Regions from separate parts of the Gossypium hirsutum genome. Here region 2 is linked to region 1. Evidence: chromatin contacts called from public Hi-C data. All regions are on one chromosome and are shown on one strand. The core of a region is the stretch at or near the end of the contact, and the rest is flanking DNA. Distances in the headings are between cores, read along the strand shown.

Region 1 (7,394 bases), core at 3,174-5,673:
ATTATTAATGTACATAGCAAACCTAATGAATACGGTGGTGTGAAGATAATGCGAGCAACAGTAACTATAATAATATAAAATAAAATAAAATAAAAAAGACAAACCCATAATATACAAAACAAATAGATAAACAAATAATATTAAAACATTCTAAAAAACAATAATAATAATAAAACGTAAATAAATAAATGAATTAAGAAAAAGAATAAAATTATAAAAATGAGAGGAAAAAGAAAAAAAAAAGATATATATATGTAAGCATGTATGTACATATTAAATATAAAAAACGTGTACATATATATATTATGAAAATGTATATATATATAGATATATAAATAAAGCTAAAATAATATATTACTAATTAATGTATTAGTATAATAGTAATAAATAAAAAGAAAATAAAACTAATAATAATTAATAATAGTAATAATAATAATAACCATAATAATAATAAGCTAATAATAAAATATAATAATATAATAATGAGCAAATAAATATAAAAAGAAAATATAAGTATGACAATAAATAGATTAATTAATGATAACAAATAAACACAAATGGACTAATCAGGGATAAAATAAAAGTTAGAGGCTGAAACTGAAATAAAATAACTACGGGGGGGACCGATTTGGAAATGTACGAAAGGGTGAAGGGCCGAATAAGAAAATATTCCAATTATTGGGACACGTGTCCCTTCATAGGACTCGGGACTAAATCAAAAACATTAAAAATAATTTGGGCGAAATTTACAAAATATAAAAAGTGCCAATAGGACAGGATTGAAACACCCCAAAATTGCGGAAGGACCAAATGGGAAAATAACCCAATTATCAAAACACGCGGATCCTCTCTAAGCGGGTCGGATCGATCCGGGTCTGATCCATGCCAAAACGGCGCCGTTTCAACCTTTTATAAAAATCAAAATTTTTTACAAAAAAAATCATTTTCTTTCTTCCCTAAAAAAACTAAAAATTTCTCTCTGAAATCTCTCTCCCTCTTTCTTCTCCGGTCAATAGCCCGGCCGAGAGCCACCGTGTCGATCACCGGTCGCCGGCGCCGGCACCGCCGTGCACGGCGGCGGGGAGACCAAAAGTCTCCCCCCTTTTTCTTCGACGCAACCCTCTGATTCCGAGCACTCCAACGACGACGAAAAAACGGTAAAAACTTCCCTTTTTATTCTTTTATTTTGAATATAAATAATAAAATAGCAAGAAAAAGAACAAAAAGAAAAAAAGAAGGCCACCACCTTAAGACACGATTTCGGTTCTTTTATTTCTCAAAATGTTGTTTTTCTTTTGCTTTTGATTCACTAGTGTCCCCTCTACAATGGTTTGCAATCGGTTTCTTTATACCGAAACAAAAAAATGAAAAATCCCCTATACAAACTGATCTCCTTTAGGCTTTATAGCCGATTACAATATTAAGTAAATGTGGCTACTGTTGCTTGCTGCCTTGCTCTGCTCTGTTCTTTTTCTTTTGATTGTAGGTGCCAGAGGAGTTGGTGGTGGCGTGTGGGCAATGGCAGAAAGCAGGTGAACGGCGGAGCAGGTGAGGAGGCCAGGAGCAAGGACGTGCGGCGCTAGGCTAGGGTTAGGGGGATTAGGTTTCCTTTTTTTTTTGGATTTGGGCTCCGAATTTGGGCCTCGGGTTTGGTGTTTGGGCTCTGTTAATTGGGCTGTACAAGTAACATGTTGCAAGTATTAGAAAATCACCGGAAAGTACTGAAAATAATTTTTTGAATTTTTTCTTTACTTTGAAAAAACATAAGTCATTTTCTAACGCAAAAATTTCTTTATGAATAATTTTATTTTTATATAAAAATTAACTTAAAACAAGTTTAATATTATTATATTAATAATAATTTTTTTTATTTTTATGTTTAAAATTTATAAAATTAATAAAATATTAATATAAAATATTACAATTTTTAATATTATCAAACATACATATTTAATTATCTATATCTAATCATATAATAAATTATTAATATTATTTCATATTTCAATTTTATTTTAATAATAAATTTTAAAAATAATAATTTTAAATAATATTCATCATATATTATTGAAAAAATATTCAATATTAATATTTTAAATAATAAATATCTATTAAAATTATAAATATATTAATAATAAATATTTTGTAGTATAAATGTTAAAATGTACCGTAAGTCTATGTATTCTTTACAAATTTGAGATTTAGTTCTTGTACTTTTATTTTCAATAATTTAGTCATTTACTTTTTAGAATTGAAAATTAAGTCCCATTGTTAACATTGTTATTCTTTTTTGTCAATTTTTTTGATGTCACATTTTTAAATAAAAAATACTCTGTATTCATGTAACTAAAAAATGACATTATAATAAATATGAATTTAACAAAGTATTTTTAATAATACTAATAGTTGAACCTGAATTTTGATATCTAAAAAGTAGGACTAAACTAAAAATAAAAGCACATGGACTAAATTTTAAATTTACGAAGAATACAAGGACTTATGACATATTTTAATCTATTATAAAAATATGAATACTTTAATTATATAAATATGCGTATTTATTAAATAATTTTTAGTTTCATTTATCCCGTACAACTTTTTTTTAAGTAAAATCAGAATGCATTAATTGAGAGGATATGTTGTACACTGAGCAAAGATTGTAAAACAACAGCTATCTAACAGTTGTCAAAAGCTAATAAGTAACAGAGGCGGTGCCTCGGTTTGCCTAAACTTTAAAGAAAAATTAAAAGAAAATGAAAAGCTTTTGAGGTTCCCTAAAGCAAAATAAAAAACAAAAACTGAAAGAAAAAACCTGTCGTTAACACCTTTCATCTCCTTTGCATTCTGTCCTTATAGTGGATAAACTGGTTTAAACTATCCTTTTTCTGTAAAAAAATTTCATTTAGAAGCACTTGTTACCAAATTTCTCCTAATCTGAGTTCAACATCGAGTGGTAAGGATAGACACTTGACGCGTTGTAATGCTTCCTAGACTGGTAATTTAAAACACTGCATGGCATAAATCGGAAGGGCCTGTAAAATTGATTTGATGAAAATTTCTTTTCCCCCAATGGACAAATTACGAATACTCCAATTCTTTGTCTTTTGGATGAATCTCTCTTTTAATTCAAGAAAACACCTCTTTTTTCTTCTAATCATTGTAGGTAAGCTTAGATACTTTTTTGGATTATTTGAAATCCGTACCCCCAAAACTCCCCCTATCTGCCCTTGTATATCGTCTTGTACGTTTTTGCTGAAATAGATTAACGACTTCTCGAAATTCACTAGCTGACCAGAGAGATTTTCATATTCATTAATTACTGCCTTAATTGCCATTGCTCCATCCATTGTTGCTTTCCCAAATAAGATGCTGTCATCAGCGAAGAAAAGATGAGTGATAGCGAGCTCCCCTCTTCCCACTTTAGCCTTTTCAACTTGTCCTTCCCTTTTAGCCTTGTTCAGAAGTTTAGAGAAACCTTCTGCACATATGATAAATAGATATGGGCTTAGTGGGTCTCCTTGCCTGATTCCTCTTTTTGGTGTAAATTCTGACTATTGGATCCCATTAATTGCAACCGAGTATGACACTGTTCGTACGCATTTCATTACAATCTCAATCCACTTTTGCAAAAGCCTAGCATTTTCATCATGCTTTCAATGAAATCCCATTTCACTCTATCATAGGCTTTACTCATATCTAGCTTTAAAGCAAAATACCCCGTGCCTCCCCCTTTTTTTTTTAAAGAGTAAAGTAATTCATATGCTATCATATGCTATCAATATGTTGTTAGTTATTTATCTTCCTAGGACAAAAGCACCTTTAACACCCTTCGAAATCTATTAACCATCATTTTTATATCAATTTGTAAATGACATTACAAAGACTTATGGGCCTAAATTGTCCCAAGTTCATAGGGGTTTGTATCTTTTGGATAAGCACAATATTGGTTATATTAATTTCCGCAAAATCCTTCCCATTATTCAATACTTGAAGGCAATAATTAACAGCGTCTTTTCCTATAATATGCCAGAATTTTTGGTAGAAAAATGCTAGAAAACCATCTTTACTTGATGCCTTGAGGGGGGCTATACTCTTTAATGCTTCCACTACCTCTTCTTCCTTAAACTCTCTAATAAGTTCTTCATTAGGAGAATCTGTAATGCATGGTTGAATTTCACTTCTAAGCCTTTCACAACTTTGTAGTGGTTTTGAAGAAAAAAGATCTTGGAAAAAAATTGGCTGCTAGTTTGTTAATGGCATTGTCCCCCTCTACCAATCCACCCCTTCTATCTTCCAGTTTTTTTATTAAATTTTTTCTTTTTACGCTGGGATGCAAAATTATGGAAAAAAGCAGTATTTCGATCCCCTATTCGTAACCAATTAGCTCTTGCCCGTTGTTCCCAGTACAATTCTTTCTTGTCGGCTTCCATGTTGAGTGCTAGCTTAACTTCTGTTAATTCTGCCAAAATATCGCTATCTAGGTCTTCTCTATTTAGATGATTAAGACGTGATTTTAAATTCTCCCTTATCTTCCATCTGGATCTGCTATTTGATTTTTCCCAAATTTTCAACTTCAACTTTAGATCTTCTAATTTTTTCGGCAGACTCTTATCATCTAAATCCCACCCTTGCTTAATCACCTTTCCAAAATTGTTTTCCAGCACCTAGTTGGCATTGAATTTAAACAAATGTTTACTATTCTCAAATCTCCCTTTTTCATGCGTCATTAAAATTACAAGACAATGATCCGAAATACTATGGCACTTACGTTAAGCTGAGAAATTCGGAAACCTTTCCCATCATAATGGATTGGCTAACCCCCTATCCAATCTCTCACGAATATTGTTGCTTGGAAGTCTCCCTCGTTCCCATGTATACCATTGTCCTGAGAATCCTAAATCATTCAGTTCACAGTCTTCCAAGGCTTCTTTAAATGCCACCATTTTTATTTCCTCCCTTAATCTGCCCCCTCTTTATTTGAAAGAGAATAGAATTTCATTAAAATCCCCCATAACAAGCCATGGCAATTGGTTGTTTCCTTTTAACTGTCTGAGAAGATTCCATGATTCTTTCCATTTCTGTTCAACTGGTGAGCCATAAAAACTTGTAAAACGCCAGCACTCTTCTTCATTATTCTCCATAACTTCTATATCAATATGAAATTTAGAATAGCTTCTTAACCTAACATCGACTTCTTCCTTCCAACTAAGAGAAAGTCCCCCTTTTGATCCTTCAGCGTACACATCAATCCCGTTTGTGTATCCACAGAACTTCCTTATTGCTTCCATCCTTATTGCATTGACTTTTGTCTTTATTAAAAACAAAAGTTGAGGCTGAAGCCGTCTCAAGTTATTTTTGAGATGTTTTATTGTTCGTGGCTACCCCATGCCACGAACATTCCAACTTAAGATTTTCATTGTGACCGGTCGGCCTGCTTATTAGCGGCCGCCGATATATCAATATTGGATGAGAGACTTGAGTTGGTAATTTGATGAATTTCTTCTATCTGTTGGACCCTTTGCCTTTTCTTCCCATCAATTAGTTTGATTGGTGTATCCTCGGTAAATTCGTTATCTTCAATTATCATGTTATGCACTTCTTCGGTTCTGTTAATTCTATGATATCTCCTATTTAGATCCCCTTCTTTGCCTTTACCTCTCACGATATTACTTTCCTCCCCTCTTTGATATCCCACCAAGCTTCTTCTTCTAATTTCGTCGTGGTCAAATTCACTATTGATCACCTCTTTTTGTTCTTCTCGATGCAATTTGCTTATATTTAATGCATCCCTTTTTGGTGCCGTAAGTAATGAGATACCCCAACCAAATTCGACTTCTTGCGATCTCAACAAAATACGTAGTGGACAGAAACTTTCTCCATGCCCTAACTGCCCACATAAAAAACAAAAGAGAGAAAGTCTTTCGTATTGAAACTTAGCGTCAGTCAATTTGTCTCTGCCATACACTATTCGTTTCATTCTTTTTAAAGGATTTCGAACATCCATACAAACCCTAATTCTCATTATTTTGCGCAGACTTTTCGTTAGAATCTTTGTATCGTAATCCAAGAACTCTCCAATAAAATTTCCCAATTGTCTTGCCATACCTTCCGACATGGATCCCAACGGTAATTCATGTACTTGTACCCAAAAGTTTGTATGTTGTAGAGGAACAGTTAATGGGTCCTCCCCTCTTATTAACTTATGGAAAATAATTAAATTTCGGTTAAAAAACCAGGGAATTCCATCGATCAACCTCTTTAAATCAATTTCATTGTAAAATCTAAAAAGAAATCTTTTTTTCCTCAATTTCCGTTATGGTAACCCCTTCAATCGGGTGCCATAACTGAGAAATCACATTCCTTAGGAAAGGAAAGTGGATTGAACTATCTGTTAACTCCTTACCTACAAGATAGAGCCTGAATTCGTCATCTCCTTCATCAATATCCTCGTATCCTATAACAGGCTCATCTTCTAGATCGTCTAAATTGAGATTTGCGAGATCTGCTTCCATGTTTTTGTAGATGATACTTTTCGAAATTTATTATATGCGATAAGTAGACCCCACAAATCTGGGTACAAATTGGGCAAATTCCAAACCCGCAAGTCGACAGACAGAATAATATAAAATATAAATATATATATATTAAACTCAATTAAACAATAAAAAAATAAAAAAAATTTAAATATATATTTATTTCATTGAAAATAATTTTTATAAAATATTTTCAGTACACCTGTAAAACAATAAAAAATAAAGTGTGCAAAAGTCGCAATGAACAATGAAAAACATAAAGAATTCAAAAGTTAAAATCTTAAAATTTATTTTCTTTTTATGCATAGGATAGGTTATGTATAATATAATATAGTATATAAAGTATTTAAAATAAATATAAATATTATCATTAGAGCTTGATTAGTGCAAGATTCAGCGTCACGTATGTGAATATGCTTATATTTTAATATAATAAATTGATTTAATAATTTACATAAAATATTAATAAAGAAAAAATTAAAAAAAATTTAATGTTGAATTAAAAATATAAAATATATAAAAATAATAATTAAATTAAATTAAATGTCATTCAAATGTAAATATAGTTATGTAGTAAACAATAATATTAACATAAAATAATGATTTAGTCATTCGATATCTTATTTTTTTTTCTTTTCAGATTTTTAAGGAATAATGTTAAATTTAGCCTTTAACTTTACATTTTTTTATTAATTTGGTTCTTTCTTTTAATTAAATTTGACTCTCAATCTTTTAAAAAGAGTCCAATTTGTTCTTCAACCTTTTGAAAAAGAGTTGATTTGATTTTTTAATAGAAATACTGACTAAAATATTAAAATTTTAAATATAATAGTTTACATGGCAATTCACATTATTTCATACTAA
Region 2 (7,394 bases), core at 1,285-3,784, 580 kb after region 1:
TATTTTCATTAGATTTTTCAACTACTTTCGAATCTATTTTCTTTTTTTAAAATTATAACTAACAATCACATCAATATTTATAAAAATAATTATTATAAATATTGAATTAAATAATTAACTCACTCATAAATAATTTTCATATGCAAGATTCTAACATAATATTTCAAAGTTTTTAAGGCTTTAACATTACCATTAAGTTGAAGTATGATTTGCTAGTCCAAGAATAAAAGTTTTATTGTTGCTTAAATGCAATTTAAATCTTGGAAGTTGCTGCATCATCATGTTGATAATGCAAAAGTCTTACCCTAGTTTTGAATGTTGTTGAAGAATTGACACATCCTTAAAATTTTGTTCTTTCTTTTTAGAAAAAAATTTAAAAATATATCTTAAAGTTATAAAAGAATAATAAAATATGATCGTTTAAGATCGAAAATAAATGGTATAATGCTAAAAAAATGTAACATGATTTGAACCCAAAATCTTTGTGATATATAGAAACACTTTAATTGGAATACCTCCTCAACTATGTAGTCTAAAGTTAGAACGGTGAGAAAATGTTTGTGAGATACCATTGTTTTAATGTCAAAATTGAGCCCTTTTGTAATTGTACACTTTTCATACCCACATATATGCTTTTTATATATTTATTTAGAGATAATAATTTAGATTAGGTATTGAATCTATTTTCTTGCACATTTGGATATTATAAATTTAGATAATATTTAAAATTTAAAATTACTATTCGTCACACATTCGAAGTGAATGCAAATAGATATTTTAGATATTCATTACCTAAATCCACATTATTTATTTGAATAACATACATAAATTTAATTATTTTAATCCATTTATTATAATTATAATTATTATTTTGATTATATGTAATATATTCAAATTCAAAAGTTTTTAAATTTAAATATTCTAAAAATAATAACATTCAATTTGAATTTAAATTTAGATAATAATATTAAAATAAGTATGAATAACAAATAGACTTTTTTTTGGTTAAATTTATAAATTCAAATTTTAAAAATTAAAAAAATAAAATAAAATCGACCCACCTCTCTTCCTAGTTTTGCTCAAGAAGTAGCTCGTGGTTTTCTGAACTCTTACGACAAACATTCAAATTAAAAGATCTTGGAATTTACTAAATAAAGTAACTCACTCCAATTTATGCAATCAATTCAAAAATGGAAATAAAATGTTAAAAGATATATATATATATTGAAGTTGTAAAAGATAAGATTAAAATAAAGCAAAAGACAAATAATCAATCAAGTAGATTAAATAGTTTTTAAAATTAAAAAAAAATTATAATAGAAGAGTGTTTATGGATGGAATTGGTTTTAGATTGATTCTATTTATTTATTAATATTTTAATGATTTCACGTATAAGTGATTAGGTGTAAGTTTAAATTTTTTTAAAAAAATTATTAAGTATGGTAATCATATATTTCGAATATGAATGTATAATGAACATGAAGATATCAAAAAAAATATTTTAATAAATTTTAAAATATTTAAATTTAAAGTTAAAACAAATTTCCCATAAAATTTTAACAAAAAATCATTTAAAAGATTAATACAATAAAAAATAAACATGTTAGTCTTAAAATTTAGGTTTAATTATGAATTACATCCTTCTATTTCATGAAAATTAAAAGAAAAACTAATCCCTTTACATTAATTTTTCAAGAATCGATCATTTTTAAAATTTGTCATTTAATCGTTGATTTGAAAAATGAATAGTCCAACAACTCATGAAGTTAATGTGTTTGTTAATACTTAGAGCAGATGGATTAATTTTTCAAAATTTGAAAAAGTAGAGAGATGAAAGTTAGAATTAGACCTAAAAATCTATGTTCAAACCCGGTTAGGTATCGGTATTGGTGGTAGAATTATAACTTTAGTCCTTCCCGAATAGAGCTGATCATGGGCTGGGCGGCCCAGCTCGGCCCGAAGGCCCACCCGAAAAATAGGAGGGTTTGGGTAAAAATATAGGCCCGAAAATGGGTTTGGACAAAAAAATGAGGCCCGTTTAGAAAACGGGCTAGGCCTCGGGTAAGAGTTTTTTGGCCCGAGCCCGGCCCGAATTATATATTAATATATATTTTTATTTTATTTTTAATCATTTTAAATTTTTAATATAACTATTTTTTATTATATTATCAATTTATGTATTGTTTTAAGAATTGTTTTAGTGTTATTTTTATTTGTTTTAATATTTGTTTTAATATTTTTAAATATATTTGATTTATTATATTTTTAAAATTTTTTATTTAATGAAATAAGTAAAAAAAATTAATATGGGTCGGGCCGGGCTGAGCTCGGGCTTAGCAATTTTATTTCGGGCCAGGCTTGGACAAATTTTTAGACCCATATTTCGGACCGGACCAGTCCCAGACCTAATAGACTAGCCTAAAATTTTATTTAGACCCGGCCCAAACCCGACCCGGCCCATGATCACCTCTATTCCCGAACCCAAAATCCATGTTCCCACCCATAGATGTATCATTAAAAGCCCTTATCTCAGCCATTACAAAAGATAGGGAAGCGTGCCTGGGTCACCCTAACATTCCACTCCTTCAGCTTGTGTTAATATCTAATCAACCAAATTTTAAGGATCCCAGAACTTCTTTTTCTTTTTCCTTTTTGTTAAAAGATTCCAAAAGTTGTTGACATTACCAATCTAACAAGGTAAAGTCTTATACGCTTTTATTAGCCTAATAATTTGCCCAGTATTTTCATCACAAATTACATTTAGATATATCTTATCTTATCTTAGTCCCTAATCTTCCCCTATCTGTTTTGGGGATTTTGAATCTGTAGTCTTTGATTGGTTCAGTTGCAAAACAATCATGGGATCTATGGATGAAGAGAGATCGCTTTTGGAAGCTGAACTTAATCAGGTATCTTTTTTTTCTGCTTCCCCTTCATCTTTAATTCTTGGTGGTTATAAGATTTTGATTATTTGCTCACAGACACCTTTAACACTGAAAAAATTTCTGGGTTTTGTTGTCTTTTCTTGTTAAAATTCTTTACCTCGGAGTTTATGTTGTTATTAGTGTTTTAATATTTGGTATTTCCAGGCTGAAAGCAGTGGGCTTTACACTGGGGATGGCTCCGTTGACTTCAATGGGAATCCTATTTTGAAGCAGAATACTGGAAATTGGAGAGCGTGCCCTTTCATTTTGGGTGAATTATTGTAAATTTATCTATTTGCTCTTCCTTTTAAATGGGTTTTATTTGAGTAAAGCTTATCTTATTTCTGCAACTTTTTTATATGGAATTATAGGTAATGAATGCTGTGAGAGATTGGCTTATTATGGGATAGCAACTAATCTTGTAAGTTACCTGACCAAGAAACTGCATGAAGGGAATGTATCAGCTGCAAGAAATGTAACTACTTGGCAAGGAACTTGCTACCTTACACCTCTCATTGGAGCCGTCTTAGCAGATGCATATTGGGGAAGATATTGGACAATTGCTGCTTTCTCCACTATTTACTTCTTCGTAATATAATTTACTCCTAACTACTACTTTTTCCTGCTTTACATGCTCATCGTTTTATTCTTTAAATAGTTATTTTTCTGATTTATGATGTAATTGTTGCTTCATTATTTTGAACTACTTATCATGAAGTTGATCCTGCATTCAACTGCAGTAGTCTTTGGCTGCTGTTCCTTTGAGTGTGTTTTGCAGTTCACATTATGCCATTAACCCTGATATGCATGGTCCTTCACATGCGATTTAAATTCACGCATGGTTCTCCTCTTCTGTTGCTAGTAGTTTTAAATCAGGAAGCACTTTGACTCCTTTGCAAAGATTTTAAGACAGTTTTAAAGTGTAATAACATATTTTCTGGAATTTATAACTCACGTTAATATCTTGCACTTTACACGGTAAAGAATTTGATTTTTGGCTATGTGAGGACAACAATTTTCATCATTTTAATCATATTATTGACTAATGAATTCTGGTACTTCTATTAAGGTAAAGTGGGCAAGTAATTTATATGTTTTGATTTCACTTTCTGATGCATTGGATAACACATTTACTATTTGATGTAGGGAATGTGTACATTGACTCTCTCAGCATCAATTCCTGCACTGAAACCTGCTGAATGTGTGGGTTCTATTTGTCCCTCAGCTACTCCAGCTCAGTATGCTGTATTTTTCTTTGGGCTTTATCTGATTGCATTAGGGACGGGTGGAATCAAACCGTGTGTTTCATCCTTTGGGGCCGATCAGTTTGATGATACTGATCCCAATGAAAGGGTGAAGAAGGGGTCCTTTTTCAACTGGTTCTATTTTTCCATCAACATTGGTGCTCTGATCTCAAGCAGTCTTCTGGTGTGGATTCAGGACAATGCTGGATGGGGTCTTGGATTTGGCATTCCAGCATTGTTTATGGGCCTTGCAATTGGAAGTTTTTTCTCAGGCACGGCACTCTATAGATTTCAAAGACCAGGAGGAAGCCCTATTACAAGAATGTTCCAGGTTTTGGTTGCAGCATTTCATAAACGGAGCCTCAAGGTACCTGAAGACAGTACTCTCCTATATGAAACTGGTGACAAGCACTCTGCCATAGAAGGAAGTCGGAAACTAGAGCACAGTGAGGAGTTGAAGTAAATATTCTTAATTATTTCCCTGAGTTTTGAATGATTGATCTTGATTTTCTATTCCTCATGATTTAAAAGAAATATTCTCTCTCTCTGTCTCATTAAATCCTATGAAATTGAAATTCTCTATCTCTTTAGACAAGGAATTGGTAATGAACGGTAAGGAAAAACATAGGTATTGAAACACTGACTGTTCATCTCTGCAGAAATATGCTGTTGTCAATTTATCCACTCTATCAAACACCTTCCAAGCTCAATTTTCATGGGAGCTTATGTCCCCTGTTATCTCTGACTACTTGTTTATAATTTCCATTCTCTTCTACTATTCCCAGCTGCATAGTAGTGGAAACATATGAGGAGCTTTGCTTTGTATGTTAAGCTTATGTTATTCATAGTGTTAATTGATGACTTGAATTGTTAAGGAACAAATTGACTATATTAAAAACATGGCATAGAAAGATGGTTTTTCCCATGCATATTTGTGTAGAAAAAGAGGAGTAGACAAAGTGAAATTCTGATGGATAATTTTTGGTTGGCTGCCATTTGATGCATTGATTCTGTCTTCATTCTGATTCTAACTTTCATTTCTTCTAGCCCCAAATTAAAAGATAAAATATTTCTGTAGTGCATTTTTCTGATTATCTTCCAGTAGTCTGTCTTGATGCACCTATCGCACTCAAAGTGTCATCTGATTTATTTCTGAAATTAACTGCTTTAGGCAACTTTCATCTATGGCAATGCTGTTAATTATTTAGGTTCATTGAAGTTTCAATTCCCCGGTTCCTTTTTTCATAGATGAGTTTTGGAGTTGTAACAGCTAGACTGTTTTTTTCTTTGTTAGTTTTGCTAAGACCATCTTGTTGCAGGTGCCTAGATAAAGCTGCCATAGTCACTGATGTTGAAACCAAAAGTGGGGACTTCTCAAATCCTTGGAGGCTTTGCACTGTAACACAAGTGGAGGAATTGAAAATCTTGATCCGCATGTTTCCCATATGGGCTACTGGAATTGTGTTCTCTGCTGTATATGCTCAAATGTCAACTATGTTTGTGGAACAAGGGATGATGATGGACACAAAAATTGGTTCTTTCACTATTCCTCCTGCTTCTCTCTCAACTTTTGATGTTATTAGTGTTATTTTTTGGGTCCCCATCTATGATAGGATCATTGTCCCAATTGCAAGAAAGTTCACACGTAAGGAGCGAGGCTTCTCAGAGTTGCAGCGTATGGGAATTGGTCTTTTTATTTCAGTCCTATGCATGTCAGCCGCAGCTGTGGTGGAGACCAGGAGATTGCACCTTGCTAAAGAGCTAGATTTGGTCGATAAGCAGGTCGCTGTACCCATTAGTATTCTTTGGCAAATACCTCAATATTTCTTGTTGGGTGCCGCAGAGGTCTGCACATTTATCGGACAGCTTGAGTTCTTCTATGATCAGTCCCCTGATGCCATGCGGAGTTTATGTAGTGCGCTTTCACTTCTGACTACATCTTTAGGCAATTACCTGAGTTCTTTTATTCTAACTCTTGTAACTTACTTCACAACAAAGGGTGGCCAGATTGGTTGGATATCGGACAACCTTAACGAGGGTCATCTCGACTATTTCTTCTGGCTCTTGGCTGGTCTCAGCTTCTTAAACATGTTGGTGTATACCCTTTGTGCTTCGAGGTACAAGCAGAAGAAGGCTTCCTAAAGTTCCTTCTCATATGGAGAGAAATTAAGCTGAAATGTTGTTATAGATAAAAACTGTATGCATCTCAATACAGGGACATCCTTCCACTTTGGAAACCAACTATCTTGTATCTTATTGGGTTATATTCATTTTCTAGCTGATTCTCGCATATTGTACATTAATACTGCATGGTTTTCAATTATTTGCCATCCTTAAATGTCGGATTAAATTGTTTGCATCTTGTTGGATTAAAAGACTTGCTTCCTTTAAAGTAACAATCTTTGCTTTCTGTATTGATTCTCAATATTTGATACTATTATAGATTTAGCACAACTATTTTGGTTTGATTGAAGGTGTTTTTAACAATAAAAGCTACAAAATTGACGTCAGGTAAAGTTTGTCTTTGTTTTATTTTTTTCTTCTCCCAATTCTTTACTATTTGTAGATGAAACTCAGTGAACTAATAGCAGAAGTATATCCACCATCGATAACGAGGTTATGTGCTGTTATAAATCCAGTGTCATCTGAGGCAAGGAACACTGCAGCTTGGGCCACATCTTCAACAGTTGCAGCTTTCCCACGTAATAGACTCCCTTGATCACCGACCAGTTTCTTCACCTCTTCAGGTGTTGTTTCTTTCCCCCGGAACATTCTATAACCACTAATGAGCATATCTGTAGGTACACCATGAGGAGAAATGCAGTTCACACGAATCCCGTGCACACCTAACTCGCATGCTGCGGTTCTCATCAGTCCGACGATACCGGCTTTCGACAGAGTAAGGGTGAGACGCTAGCCCTCCCATGATGCCTGCAGAACTCGATGTACATATGATGGAACCTTTTGTATTGCATCTCAGCATGGCTCATGCGGCATGCTTGATCGCATGTACATTGCCAAGCAGATTGATTGAGACCAGATGTTTGACTTGTTCCATGTCAAGGCTGGTTATGCTGCTTGCAGTGCCTCCAATGCCAGCATTGCTAAATAGTATGTCTAGTTTGCCTTTCCATGTGATGGCAAGTTGGATAGCTGATTCGACATCACTTTCCTTGGCTACATCACAATGAATGTAGCGAGCTCCGATGGAGTTAGCAAGCATGGT

Evidence for each region. A called contact is a pair of places that touch in the nucleus more often than the background predicts.
Region 2: a contact with region 1 is called in a Hi-C map of leaf, with 2.9 times the contacts expected there. The contact joins the promoter of LOC107937136 here to the enhancer-like site in region 1. A contact is called at or near these places in 2 of 34 Hi-C or Micro-C datasets (both in leaf).

Annotation. Positions count from the first base shown.
Region 1 is chrA01:74,545,263-74,552,656 of Gossypium_hirsutum_v2.1, forward strand. No RefSeq gene overlaps it. Among protein-coding and RNA genes, the nearest start is that of LOC107937488, 15 kb to the left of the region's middle. Within about 2 kb of position 4,424, at least 6 of the 9 cell types and tissues checked have an H3K27ac peak or open chromatin away from gene starts, as enhancers often do. A contact at or near this core is called in leaf, where this site is marked.
Region 2 is chrA01:75,130,546-75,137,939 of Gossypium_hirsutum_v2.1, forward strand. LOC107937136 (protein NRT1/ PTR FAMILY 8.3) reads left to right here and starts at 2,535. Exons shown (of 6, transcript XM_016869960.2): 1 at 2,535-2,697; 2 at 2,830-2,909; 3 at 3,090-3,195; 4 at 3,296-3,513; 5 at 4,071-4,627; 6 at 5,488-6,458. The coding sequence starts at 2,859. The coding sequence ends at 6,310. It also overlaps the pseudogene LOC107937137.